Linked DNA regions of Mus musculus: region 2 is linked to region 1. A link is a contact called in public HiChIP or PLAC-seq data. All regions are on one chromosome and are shown on one strand. The core of a region is the stretch at or near the end of the contact, and the rest is flanking DNA. Distances in the headings are between cores, read along the strand shown. Region 1 has its middle 43 kb from the start of Gm38876. Region 2 overlaps Syn2 (synapsin II).

Region 1 (6,142 bases), core at 1,826-4,325:
CACACACCTTTTCACCTTTTAAAACCCTGTGCTGTTGATCCTGGTAGTGGTGGTGCATGCCTTTAATCCCAGCACTGGAGCAGGTAAATCTCTGAGTTTGAGGCCAGGGCTGTTACACAGTGCAAGGTCTAGGACAGCCAGGGTGAGACAGAGAAACTCTGTCTCAATCTCCCACTGACCCCCAAACAAAAGAAAAATCCAGTACTGCTGAGTGCTAGCAAAGAAAACTCAGTCCTGGGAGACCAGGACCTACAGGATACGCTCTGACTCGGTGGGACCTGCCGGCCTGCTGCAGAGCTGCCCTGCTCGCCACTCCTGCCCCGCTGCTGCTCTGGCCGTTCCACTATCATTTAAAATCCTATGTGCTGAATGGAATGGAACCAGGCTTCATTCTCTTCCCATTGTTTCTCCTGCAGAATTGACAACAGAATATGAGCCTTTTGTGTGGTTCTTCTTAGGGACAATCTCATTATTAAGTGGACTGAGGACCCACTGGACTCCCAGCCTTTATACCCTTAACCATCACCACAAACATACATGGAGGCAGCTGTACATAAGTCACCATCCTACACAGTTGCCATGTGCCAAGCCCTAACCAAGGGGTGGATCCTATCCAGCCTTTACATGTGTTAGTCATTCATTAAATTCTAGGCATTAAGTCTGTGGTGGACACGCCATAATTTCCTTTTCAATACATAGTCGAATTGAGATTCCAAAAGATTAAGAAACTTAGAGCAACAAATCTACAAGAGGTAAAGACACGACTCTAAACCAAGTCACTCCTAGTTTCAAATCCTTAGAATAGTCCACATTAAATACACATACGCATGTAACACACACACACACACACACACACACACACACATTACAGGAGTTGATCTGGCTATCCTATAAGCTCATATTTGATAGATTTAATATTATAGCTCCTTCCTTCCTTTCTTCCCTCCTTCCTTCCCTTTCTTTCCCTCCCACCTACCTACCTAACTTTGAAGGCTAGAGGAGCTCAATGGTAGAAACATGCTTAGAATCTGTGAGCACAGAATAAATATATAAATAACTTAAGCAGTGCATCTAGCATTTTGGTTTACTGTGAACATTTTTATAGGCTCTATGGGCTCAACCTAACAAGTGTAAAATGCCATCCAATGGGAACAGCATTTACGAATCTTGGCTGTTGGGGCCAGTGAGATGGTTCAGCAAGTATAGGAGCTTGCTGCTAAGTCTGACAACCTGAGTTTGATTCCCAGAATCACATGGTGGAAGAATCCACTTCTGTAAGCTGTCTTCTGACTTCTATATGTGGTGCCATGGCATTTGAACGTGCATCAGCATGTGCATGCACACACAAACATACACACCTATGTATGCATTTATCTATGTATGCCTGCATGTATGCATGTATGTATGTGTGTATGTATACAAACTAGAGAGAGACAGTGGTGCCTGCCTGTAGTCCTGACTTCTCAAGGCCGATGCAGCAGGATTGATTACTGGAGTCCTGGTAGCCGTGTGAAGCCACCCAACAGTCACCTACAGCAGCTTTACTGTGTGATACAGCCCCGCCAGCACTGTACCAGGACTCTGCCTTTAACTTCGAGAGCCATACTGGTACTCGTGAACCGATTATGCCCCAGTGGCTTGGCTTTGCACTGCCCTAATGAGCATCCTCATGTGTCCTTGGCCGCTGGCACTCCTTCCGTGGTAGGTCTCGAATGTACCTGAGGATGAAAGGACTTTTTGCATCTTGATGTTAGAGGGAAAATGGCGCATATGTCTCAAGTTGCACAGCCATTCAGCTGGCTTCTGAGCACCGTTGATGCTTTGGCTAGCAGAAGACATAGAGTGGAAGGAGAATCAAGTCAGACGAAATGCTACAGCCAGGTTCCTGACACTTTAATGAAAGTCTGAACCTAGCTTGGCTGTTGTCCACAGTTAGTTCCTGGCGGGGATAGAAAGTCAGGGAAACAAGATCCCTGACCTCAGCACAGTGAACCCCAGGACTGATGGAAATGGCGGAGACAATGGCCTTCATGTCCCATCACTCACTGTGATGGTGACCCTTAACTCTTTTTTTTTTTTCTTTTAAAGACTGAGTCTCTCTACATAGCCCTGGCTCTCCTGGGTCTTGCTATGTAGACCAGGCTAGCTTCAAACTCCCATAGATCTGTCTGCCTTTGCCTCTCAAGTGCAGGGACCAAGGTGTGCACCATTGTACTCCCAGCTTGGACTGGGCTTGGGTCTGGTCTCAAAGGATGCTTGTAAGCTTGACAGTAGAAGACAGAACATGACCCGGAGCTTCTCATGTTGCTGTCTCCATGTTCTAGGTGCTGGAGTTGTAGTATGTACCATGGTATCTGATTGATACAGCACTGAAGTCTGAGTTCATGTTGTCGTCTGAGCCATATGGCTAGCCCTGAACTGGATAATATGACTCTGCAGAGGCCACTGGAGGGCGGCTGAATGGGCCTGTGATCTGCTCTTAACTCCTGGGAAGCCCCATCCACAAGCTGAGCCTAAGAATGGATTTGGGCTCCATATTGGCTCTCAACAGAGATTTCCCTGAGGCAGTAAGGAGCCCCCCCCCCCCCGCACCCCACACCCCTGCAAGCACTTGAAAGCTCTCAAAAGCCAGTAAAAAGACTCTGCTAGCTGAGGAAAGCTGTCAAGTTTCTTTGCTTTTAGGATTATGTCAACCCAGGTAGAAACACAGGTTAGGCCAAGTTGATCAGAAGCTCTGATTGGCTGTTGATGACCTAATGGGGATTTCAGGAGAGCCATTGGGCAGGCAGCCACTCCTAACCAGCAGAGCCACAAAGCAGGAAGGCGGTGTGCAAACCGATAGTGTGCTGGGGGGGGGGGGCAGTATATTTGAGGAGCTTATGGGGGAGGTGGTGGGGGCAGCCAACCAGGAGTTTAAAAGCACATGGCGTGTTGTAAACAATAAAAGAGAGCCTCAAATTGGAGAAACAATGCTACCCCCAAGGTCCTCCTGGGTTCCTTTGTGTGCTCCAGCCTTTGGCATATGCCAGGTGTCTCTTTCTCCCCAGAGAGCAGGCTGAGCACACAGACAAGAGCTGACAAGTCCCTCCCTCCCTCCCTACTACCGCCCAAACCTGCTCCACGATGCCCTGAGGCGGCCATCAGCCCCTACCTTGAACTCATGCCAACCTGCCTACCCAGTCTTTTTCTCTTCCAGGTGGCCACAAGGTTAGCATGTCAGGCTGTAGTCTTGTGTTAGGGTAGGTACCCCCCTTCCACATCCCCCACAACACACACATACACACTTTATGGATTCTCCAAACAGAAGGGACGAATAGAAATAACAGGGAATACAAACTGTGGGCACAGTCAGAGAGGAGTGTTTTGTATAACAGGAAGAGTCGCTGGGGACTGGCTCACCTGGTGAGTCACTGCAAGTTTGTTCCTCTTGGCTGACTACCAAAAGAGAAGAGAGCACAGGCACTAGCCTATGGCCTCCGGGGAGGCATGTGGGCATTTTAGAGAGGCCAGGGTTTGCAGAAGAAAACAGCAGAGCCAGTGGAGAGCCACCAGGGCTGGGATTCTGTGGGACCTTTGTGTCTCCATATGACCCTGGGTCCCCCTCTCTGCATGACTTCAGCTGCCTCTTCTGCTAATGGGGGAATTCTAGGCAGGATACCCCCACATTTTCCAGCCCAGCCTAGCCCTCCTGGTGTTTCATGAGCTAAACAGAGTGTTCTGATGTTAATACTACTAAGAGCACCCCAGGCCAAGGCCAAGGACCTTGCTATGGGTTTCACATGCACGAAGCTAATCTTGAGAGTTCTGCCAAGTGCAGAAGATCTCCCAGAGGAGAATGTGGCTTCCTAGGACTAACAGCCTCACTCAGTGTCACAAAGCTAAGGCTTAGTGACTCCGAAGTTTCCGAAATATAATTTGCTTTAAAAAAAATTAACAGATACCAGGACAAACAGAAGGCTGGGGAGGTGAGCTGGCTTAGCAGTGAAGAGGGCCTGCCTTGCAAGCCTGAGAGAGAGCCTGGGTGAATAGCCAGCACCCGTGTAAAAGGTGGACATGTCTCTGCATGGGCGTGTAACCCAGGGCTGCAGAGGACAGAGATGGGAGAGCCACTGAGACTTGCTGGCTGCCAGCCTAGCTCTAGGTTCAGTGAGAGACCCTGGCTTGAAGGAATATGGTGGACAGCAAAGGAGCAGGACCTCTACCTTCCTCTGGCCTCCGCACCCAGGGCTCACACGCATGTATATATGCTACACACATACTCACATAAAAATAAACAAAATACCTAAACAACAACAAAACCCACATAGAAAAGCAAACGGCTAGTGCAGATTTGATGGCCCAAACCACTGGTTTATAGACTCACAGACACGGTCCTGGCCAGCTCACTAGCTTGTTTTCTCCAGAGCTGGTGTGCTTATGGCTGTAATTTTTCTCAATTTACAACAGCATACATATTTAATTAAGCAGAAACACGAAACCCACTGATGTGTTCATGGCTAAGTAGACACTTAAAACAGGTTGGGGCACCTTATGCTTTGATTAGACGGGTGCTCTGTGCACATGCAGGGAACTTCCTGGAGAAAACAGGGCCAGGGAGAGCTCTCTTAGTAGCTTGGAAGGCACAGAGAACCAATGGGTACAACAGCCCTTTTGTCTGAGGCGAGTGCTCACCTCAGAACTGGCCCAACAGACCTGGCCCACCAGCTTCCTCCTTCCAACAGCAACAATGAAGGATGAACAGCTGTTAATTGTAAGGTAAGGTTGGCACAGGACTTGCCAGCTGTACCAAGAGCAGAGAAGGAGTGTTTTCCATTGAATGGCCACATGCCACTGTCCCACAGCTAGAACCTACAGGTCCCAGACAGAGGGCGTGCCCTGAGCCTGACCTTACCACTCTCCCTTTGAAGTTTTATCTTCATCCATTTGGCTGTTTTAAGAAAATGCTGTGACACAATGGCTTATAACAATAAAAACACATTTTCCCCCTACAGTTCTGGAAGCCTTGGTGTCTGGTGAGGCTCACCTCCTCCCGGTGGCATAAGTGGGTCAGTCCTATAAAGGACCTCCTCAGAGGCCCTCTTTTTATAAAGACTTATTTTTTAAACTTGTGTGTGTGTGTAGGGGTAGGTGTGAGTGCAGCACCCACAGAGGTCAAAGGGGTCATCCGATCCCCTGCAGCCAGAGTTACAAGCAATTGTGAACTGATCTTGTGGGTGTTGGGATAGAACTCGGGTTCTCTGGAAGAGCAGCACATGCTCCTAACAGCTGAGCCATCGCTCTACTCCACAGCCCATCTCCATATGCTGTCATCTCAAGGGCAAGGATTTCAATATGGGAGTTTGAGGGGACAAAAACATAGCAAGGTTCAAGCTATGAACGAGACCATTTCCTCATTGCTGTCACTGAATAATCATTGTTCACCCATTATACTGGCCCCAGGCTTTGAGCTCCCAGCATCCTCTTCATCTCTGTCACATTCCTGACTTCATCCTGGTGTTTTCCAATTCCCACGTGTCCGACCTGCTCTGCAGCTGTATCTCTCAGGGCAGCGTTATACTTTCATCAAGAAGGGGCGAGCCTGGCCATTCAGTTCCAACAGCTGTATACGAGCCATTCATGTACACAAGCACACACTTTTTTTTTTTTTTTTTTTGGTCTATCTGTGTATATGTTATTATGTGTGTCATGGTTTTTTTGTTTGTTTTGGTTTTGGTCTGGGTGTATGTTCACATCCCTGTACATGTAAGTGTGCGTGTGTGTGTCTGCATATGTGTGTGTGCACTTGTGGGTCTGTGTACATGTGTGTGCTTGTATGCATGCATGTGGAGGTCAGGGTCCACGTTGGGTGTCTTCCTCGATTTCTCTTCCTCTTTTTTTGTTGAGACACAGGTTCCCACTGAACCTGGAGCTGGCGATTCAACTCGACTGGCTGGCCAGAGATCCTAGGAATCCCCAGATTACAGCTACATGCGGCAGGGCCTGGCTCTTTGTTTTGTTTTAAGACAGGGTCTCACTATGTAGCTCTGGCTGGCCTAGAACTTACTATATAAATCAGGCTAGCTTCAAATTCAGAGACTGATTCATCTGCCTGGGCCTCCCATGTGCTAGGACTAAAGGGGTGTGTTATCATGCCCAGCCACAA
Region 2 (6,142 bases), core at 2,631-5,130, 280 kb after region 1:
AGTACCCAGGACCACTGACTATGTCAAGAACAGCTTGACAATTGAGAAACCCCTGAGAAGTGTGAGATGAATCACCAGGATCTGAGACAGGCCTGAAGCTGGGGCTGCGGAGAGCTGGAGCTGCTTCCTAGACTCCCACCTTCAGGTGGCCAGAATTTCAGGTGCTGATTCAGTGAATCTGGTCCTGGTCTTTCTCTGGCACCCCATTGTTATATATTTTACCAGCTCCCTGTTTGGCTTGTGGATGAGGTCCATAGAGACCAAGTTTAAGACCAGGCCTTGGGAAGCATTGACCTGCATTGATGTGCATCTGGGAAAAAGTGAAGCTCGCTCTCTCTCTCTCACTGCCTGAACTGATCAGAAAACACACTGAATGTTGCTTCTAGTCCAAGGGTGGTAATATAACAGGATGGATTCCAACTGAGAGGAGAGGCCAGGATGTTGGGGCTTGTGGCTCATCTACTTTATGGACAAAAGTAAGAGAGCTGTGGCAACAGAGGATGTAGTTCAGCTGGCAGAGTACTTGTATACCACGACTCAAGCGTGCGTGCCTTGGGATCAGTCTCCAGCATAGGCATAAGCCAGGTGTGGTGGCTCCCTTGTAATCTCAGCCTTCTTTCGGTGGAGATATATGAATCAAAAGCTCTGGGTCATCCTTCACTATACAGCAGATTTGATGTTAGCTTAGTATACATGGACCTCTGTCTCAGACCAAACAACATAAGCTAAAGGAGCTTCAGTTGACTACCAGCTGTTTCCAGAAGGCTATGACTCAATGTCTTTAGCTTTCTGATGCCGTCACGGATTAGAAATGGTCCCAGAGGCAAATCTGCTGGAAGACAGGCTTTGACCTTGTATTAAGGAATCAACTCGCCGATACTGAGAGCAGCAACTGCTGCTCGGGACCATGTGACTGTCACATTAATGTTCAGATTTCAGCAGGATAAGCTACTTACTGGGTGGGGAGGTGGTGACAGGATGGGTGGGGGCTGATGAGGCAAGTAGCTCTCAGAACCTTCCAGAACTAGAGTACTGTGCTCCAGGCTGAGTGTAACCACCAGACCTGGGAGAGGTAGTGGGAAAAACTTAGAATAAAAGGACTGGGGTGGGAGGTGTTGGAGCAATGGCTCAGTGCTTAGGAGCACTGGCTGCTCTGGCAGAGGGCCCCCTCTAGTTCCTAGCTCACAGCTATCTGCAAGGATTAAAGATACTTTTCTCTAACTTCTGTGGGCCCCAAGCATGCACACGGCACCCATACATATATGTAGGCAAACACTCATACATATATGATAAATTTTTCTGTGAACTTGTACAAGGAGACCAAGATGAGAGGGGATCTCTTCACTCTGAGAACAGCCTCCAGGGCTGGACGATTAGGGAGAGGCACAACCATCCCTTCAATCCCATATCAGGACTGTTTCACTTGTTCTAAGAGGTAAAGTTAGGACAAACCAAGGCCTTCCTGCTTCCCACAGCAGGCCCGGCTTGAGAGAACGTGTTCCCCAGTGAGTAGAAGCTGAGAACTCCAGGAGATTGGGGGCAGGTTCAGATAAAGCCACCAGTGACTAGATCCCTTAACGAACTATTAAGAGAAACCAGTTATTTTGGGATTGTCTTTACTTTCATGGACATCTTTAATCACTCAAAACTGACATTCTGACCTAGGGTGACCTGATCCTCAGAGCCCCCATAGGACTTGTGGCCCCCACGGACCATTTCTGGTGTCCTCAGGTTATGGAAGGGCCACTATCCAGGCAGTGGTCTTTGCCCAAGAGTAATTCCCCTGGGAAGGAAGGGGCATCATCTCATTCCTGGATACCTTTTATACCCTTGCAGAGGAAGGAAAGGGGCAGTGGCAACTGAAAGGTCTCAAGGTGCTGAAAACATACTGTCCCCTTTGCTCTACAACCTCCTGACCACATTCCTTCCTGCTGCTTCATTCTCCCTGGAGTACTGGACCGGGGAAGCAAGGCCTGGGGGAGCTGATCAGAATAGTTCTGTGGCGTGGCCAGCAAGGAGCTTGGCCTGGCCCCTTTCCTGGGGCCAGACCCTGGGACCCTTTCCCAATTTCCTGTCTCAGATATGCTGAGCAAGCACAGGCCTTCCTCCTGGTGGGGGCAGCTGGTGTTAAGCCAACAATTCTCAAAAGTTGAGTCACTCAATGTCTTTCCTTCCTCAGCTTTCCATCCTGTTGGGGCCTCACTTAGATAGGAGCTCCTCTGCCAGTCTGTCTAACAAAAGCCACAGGGTGGGAAATTAGATGTACCTTCAGCAAAACCCCCATAGATCCTCATGGGCTACGTTTCTCTCTCAGGCCAGTGATCTGCAATTGAGTGGATCTTGCCCAAACTAAGGCAGTGATGTATAGAGAGAAGGCATGGTCTAACCCAACCCCAAATCCCCCACACAAGAACTACCCTCCGTGTGCACAAGATGACAGGAAACTAGTTAGCAATATCTTTTCCATTGATACATGTAGTTCTCACACTGTAGATTTACTCTTATTTAAACAAAAACAATGGCGTTACCATATATTATTCACTGGCTAGGACTTTATAGTTTATAAAGCTCATTTGATGTTTTTAAGCCTCAAAACTCTTATGTGAGATATGGAGGTTGTAATTCTTTATGTGTTGACATATCAGGAAAGACAATGAAGATGACCTATCCAGAGTCACCTGGCTGCTAAGAAGAGCTGGACCATCTGACCCCCAGCTCAGAAGGGTCTGTGTAATACCATGCACCGGGGCTTTTTGGTATGCCTGTGAGGGGGAAGGAAAGAAAGGGAAACCTGGGCACTCGTGGTGCCGTATGAGGAAACTTGCTCTCCTCCATTGATAGCCAGATGCTTGACCTGTCACTTCACCAGCTGCTTCATGGGACATTCATCTCTTCTGCCCCCCAGCCCCTTTGATTGCTAAAGCCCCACAGACCCAGCAGAGCAGGATATTAATTAGCCTACCAAACCTCTATGGGCGGCAGCTTGCTCTCCTCACCGAGGAGTCCCTCAAACCCTATGCCTTCGGGATATCTCTGTTCAGGCCCAGCAGCCCTGGGGCTTTTCTTGCCTCAAGACTGCACTGCTATCTCTTACCTCTGTCATCCAAAGAACTCAAATGCACAAAGAATTAGTGGAAGCCTAGAGACGAAGGAGCCAGCAGAACTCATCTGCCTGTGACAACTTGCATCCCCTATATAGTATCTCTGGCCAGAGTTTTTCTAGGTGCTAGTTGAAGAGTTCTCACAGTGGGACAGTCAGTGTTACCTAGGCTACCACTGACATGATTGACACTAACTCTGGTGCTGCCAGGGTCACATCATCGTTTAATCCTTGTAGTCTGACCATTTGGGGAAGCCAAGATGCAGAGATGTAACTTGTCAAATCTCATAAAGAAAGTGTTTCCAGTCTCTCAACCCCTATCTCTTCACAGACCCTACCAATGGACCCCTCCAAAGAGGTGCCCAGCGTGGTGACTGCTTTCTAAGGAGGCTTGACCAAGCAAGAAGGGAGGGCTCCCCTCCCCCATTAAGACACAAATGCACCTTCAGCCACATTAGTTTAGGCAGTGGTATCAGACTGACAGCCACTTGCAGTCTTTCCATAAGCTCGGTTTCACGGGGCTTTGTTTTGTAGGCAGTTAAAAGGCTCTTTTCCTCCTCCCTGTGTGTGTGCAGCTGGCCACGGGAGCTGGACTAAACATTCTTACCTGTTTGAGTCAACCAGCTTCCTGAGAGAAACTCTGCTGCTCAGGCTGACCACGAGGTCCTGCCTTGGGCTGGCTATATGCCAAATTTTGGCAGTGACGCCAGAGTGGCCAGACTTCTGTGGAATTCAGCATCCCAGGAGGCTCTTGGTGACTGGAGACAGATCCCGTGGTAGCCAAACCCCACAGGGAATAAGCCCTCAGCCCCTAGCAGACAGCAGGCTTGTGGGAGGAGCCAGAGTGTCTCAGCCTGGCAAGGGACAGTCCTAGGGGACTCTCCTCCTGGCTTCCTCAGCCCCTGAGAAGTCTTCCATCCCCAGCCTCAGTGGAACCAGGGACAGGAGAAACTCTTCAGGCGCCATCAAGGGTAGCCAAGGCACATTCCCAGGCTCTGGCCTCTCTCCCCAAAGCCTTGGGAAGGGCACTTTGGGGCTCATTTTATCCTTGAATGTCTCACGTGTGTATTTCTGTGACTGAGGAGAGCCAGGGTCAGCCTGCATGGTGGGTGCCTCCTGTGAGGCCTGAGGGAGAGCACTGGCAAGCACCAGTCTAGATGCTTCACATGACCTCGGAAAGAGACTATCAATAAGGTTGGGACCAGAAGGCATGCATTCTTTTAGGACATGTGGGGAACTGAAGGCTAGAAAGGTTAGTTCCACTGTGCTGGAGCAACTGGGAATCTTGGTATAACATCTTCTACTACATACAGCATTGTGAGGTGTAAAGGACAGGTCACATAAAGGCCCATTTACGTGGGACACAGTAAACACTCGGGAAATTTCAGGAGAATTAAGTGGCATGTCTAGGGAGAAGTTTTAAGAGGGGAACAGTGGCCATAGGGAACAAAGATTGGAGAGATGAGTGGGGAGGATTAGGAAGCTAGTTTAGAGGGACCCTGATGCATGAGTGGCGTAGGTGGCCACCAACTGGCTTAATGCTTAAGTGTGTATCTCAGTGTCAGAACTCAGAGCAGGTCTTCTGGAACCAGTTAGAGTCTTGGAAGAAAGGGATGTTTTGTTGTTGAAGGTGGCTGACAGGTAAGATGGGCTTCCCTGCTGTGGGGTACTAAGGATAATGCAAAGGCCAGGCCTGGTACTGTATAAACTTCTATACAGTTAGAGTCATGTCATCATTGAATGGCTGAGCACTGGGAAGAGAACACTTCTACTTCAAGGGTATTTGAGCTAAAAAGTGGCCCTAGGGAGCAGGAGAGACATGGCCAGCCTCAGCCACAGGGGCAGTGCGGGGCAGGGAGGAGAGACATGGCCAGCCTCAGACACGGGGGCAGTGGGGAGCAGGGAAGAGATGGCACTGAGGTGGGAATAGGGCTTGGGGCCTTCTCCTGAGGGCAGAGGGCACTGAGAGGGAAACGGGAGGCCGACTGAAGGCACATTTAGCCCACTTTGCAGCCCAGCTTGTGGAGGCACACTCTGACATCACCATCGGCCCACTTGGCACACTTTGGCTTTAGAGAATGTTTCCGGCACACTGAAGACAAACCCCTAACATGAACTGCCTGAAACACAAATGTGAGACAAACGAAGTCACATGCATCTTTGATCCTGTCAGGACATAATCAGAATCCCAGCTGGGAGGAGAGGAAGCGTAGGAGTGGAGCCATGCCGTCAGGCAGACTATAATTCTGCGTTCTGAGACAGCAAAACAACTTGGCCTTGAGCACTTTACCAGTATTAGCATCTTACCCCCATTCAGGTCCCTCTCTCTCCGGCGGTACAGCCTAGCCCAAAGAGTAGATCAGAACCCCACTAGCTCCTGAACTGACCCCACCCTACGGTTCATCACGATTAGAAAGCAGGCACACATAAGCTCATACATCTACCCCACCCTACCCAGACCTCATCACCACCCCTCCCTAAGAGCCATGGGCAACCCAGTTGCTCTCCTTTCAGAAGCTGGGAACAGAGAGTAAGTACAAATAGAACCTGGATGTCAGGGTGAGGGGTGACGACAAAGCACAGACTTAAAGTTCCAGGTAGAGTAAGTCTACCATGAGCAAAATGGAAGGGGCATGAGGAGGCTATGGTGTCCATCAGTAATTCCAAGACCCACACTGCCAACTTAAGACCAGCAACAGCCCAGAGGCTGAGGGTCCTTGGTGGTCTGCACATCAGGATTTCCTGAGCAGGCCCTGGGACCCCAGCATGGGCTTCCACTGAACTTGTCTCTGGCGTTTGCTTGGAGCTTTGGTTTTATCTCTTGTGGTATTTTTTTGTTGTTGTTATTTTTGTCTTCCAGAGTGGAACACTTAAGGAACCGGACTCCAGCAAGACCCCTCCTCAGCGGCCACCTCCCCAAGGTTGTTTACAGTATATTCTCGACTGTAATGGCATTGCAGTAGGTCCAAAACAAGTCCAAGCTTCTTAAAGCGATCAGTAGTTAATTTTCAAAACAGAAAACTTAAGCCAAAAATAAAAAGA

What was found. HiChIP or PLAC-seq counts read pairs in DNA pulled down with a chosen protein or histone mark.
Region 2: an HNF4G HiChIP or PLAC-seq map of pancreatic cancer cells shows a contact between it and region 1. The contact joins two enhancer-like sites. A contact is called at or near these places in 1 of 39 promoter capture datasets (neural stem cells), 1 of 484 Hi-C or Micro-C datasets (the N1E-115 cell line) and 2 of 115 datasets of contacts at active chromatin or transcription factors (extraembryonic endoderm stem cells and pancreatic cancer cells).

What each region holds. Positions count from the first base shown.
Region 1 is chr6:114,985,381-114,991,522 of GRCm38.p6, forward strand. No RefSeq gene overlaps it. Among named protein-coding and RNA genes, the nearest start is that of Gm38876, 43 kb to the left of the region's middle. Within about 2 kb of position 3,076, at least 112 of the 459 cell types and tissues checked have an H3K27ac peak or open chromatin away from gene starts, as enhancers often do. A contact at or near this core is called in pancreatic cancer cells, where this site is marked.
Region 2 is chr6:115,268,236-115,274,377 of GRCm38.p6, forward strand. It overlaps Syn2 (synapsin II), which reads left to right. Exons shown (of 13, transcript NM_001111015.1): 11 at 5,961-6,021. Among named protein-coding and RNA genes, the nearest start is that of Timp4, 19 kb to the left of the region's middle. Within about 2 kb of position 3,881, at least 87 of the 459 cell types and tissues checked have an H3K27ac peak or open chromatin away from gene starts, as enhancers often do. A contact at or near this core is called in pancreatic cancer cells, where this site is marked.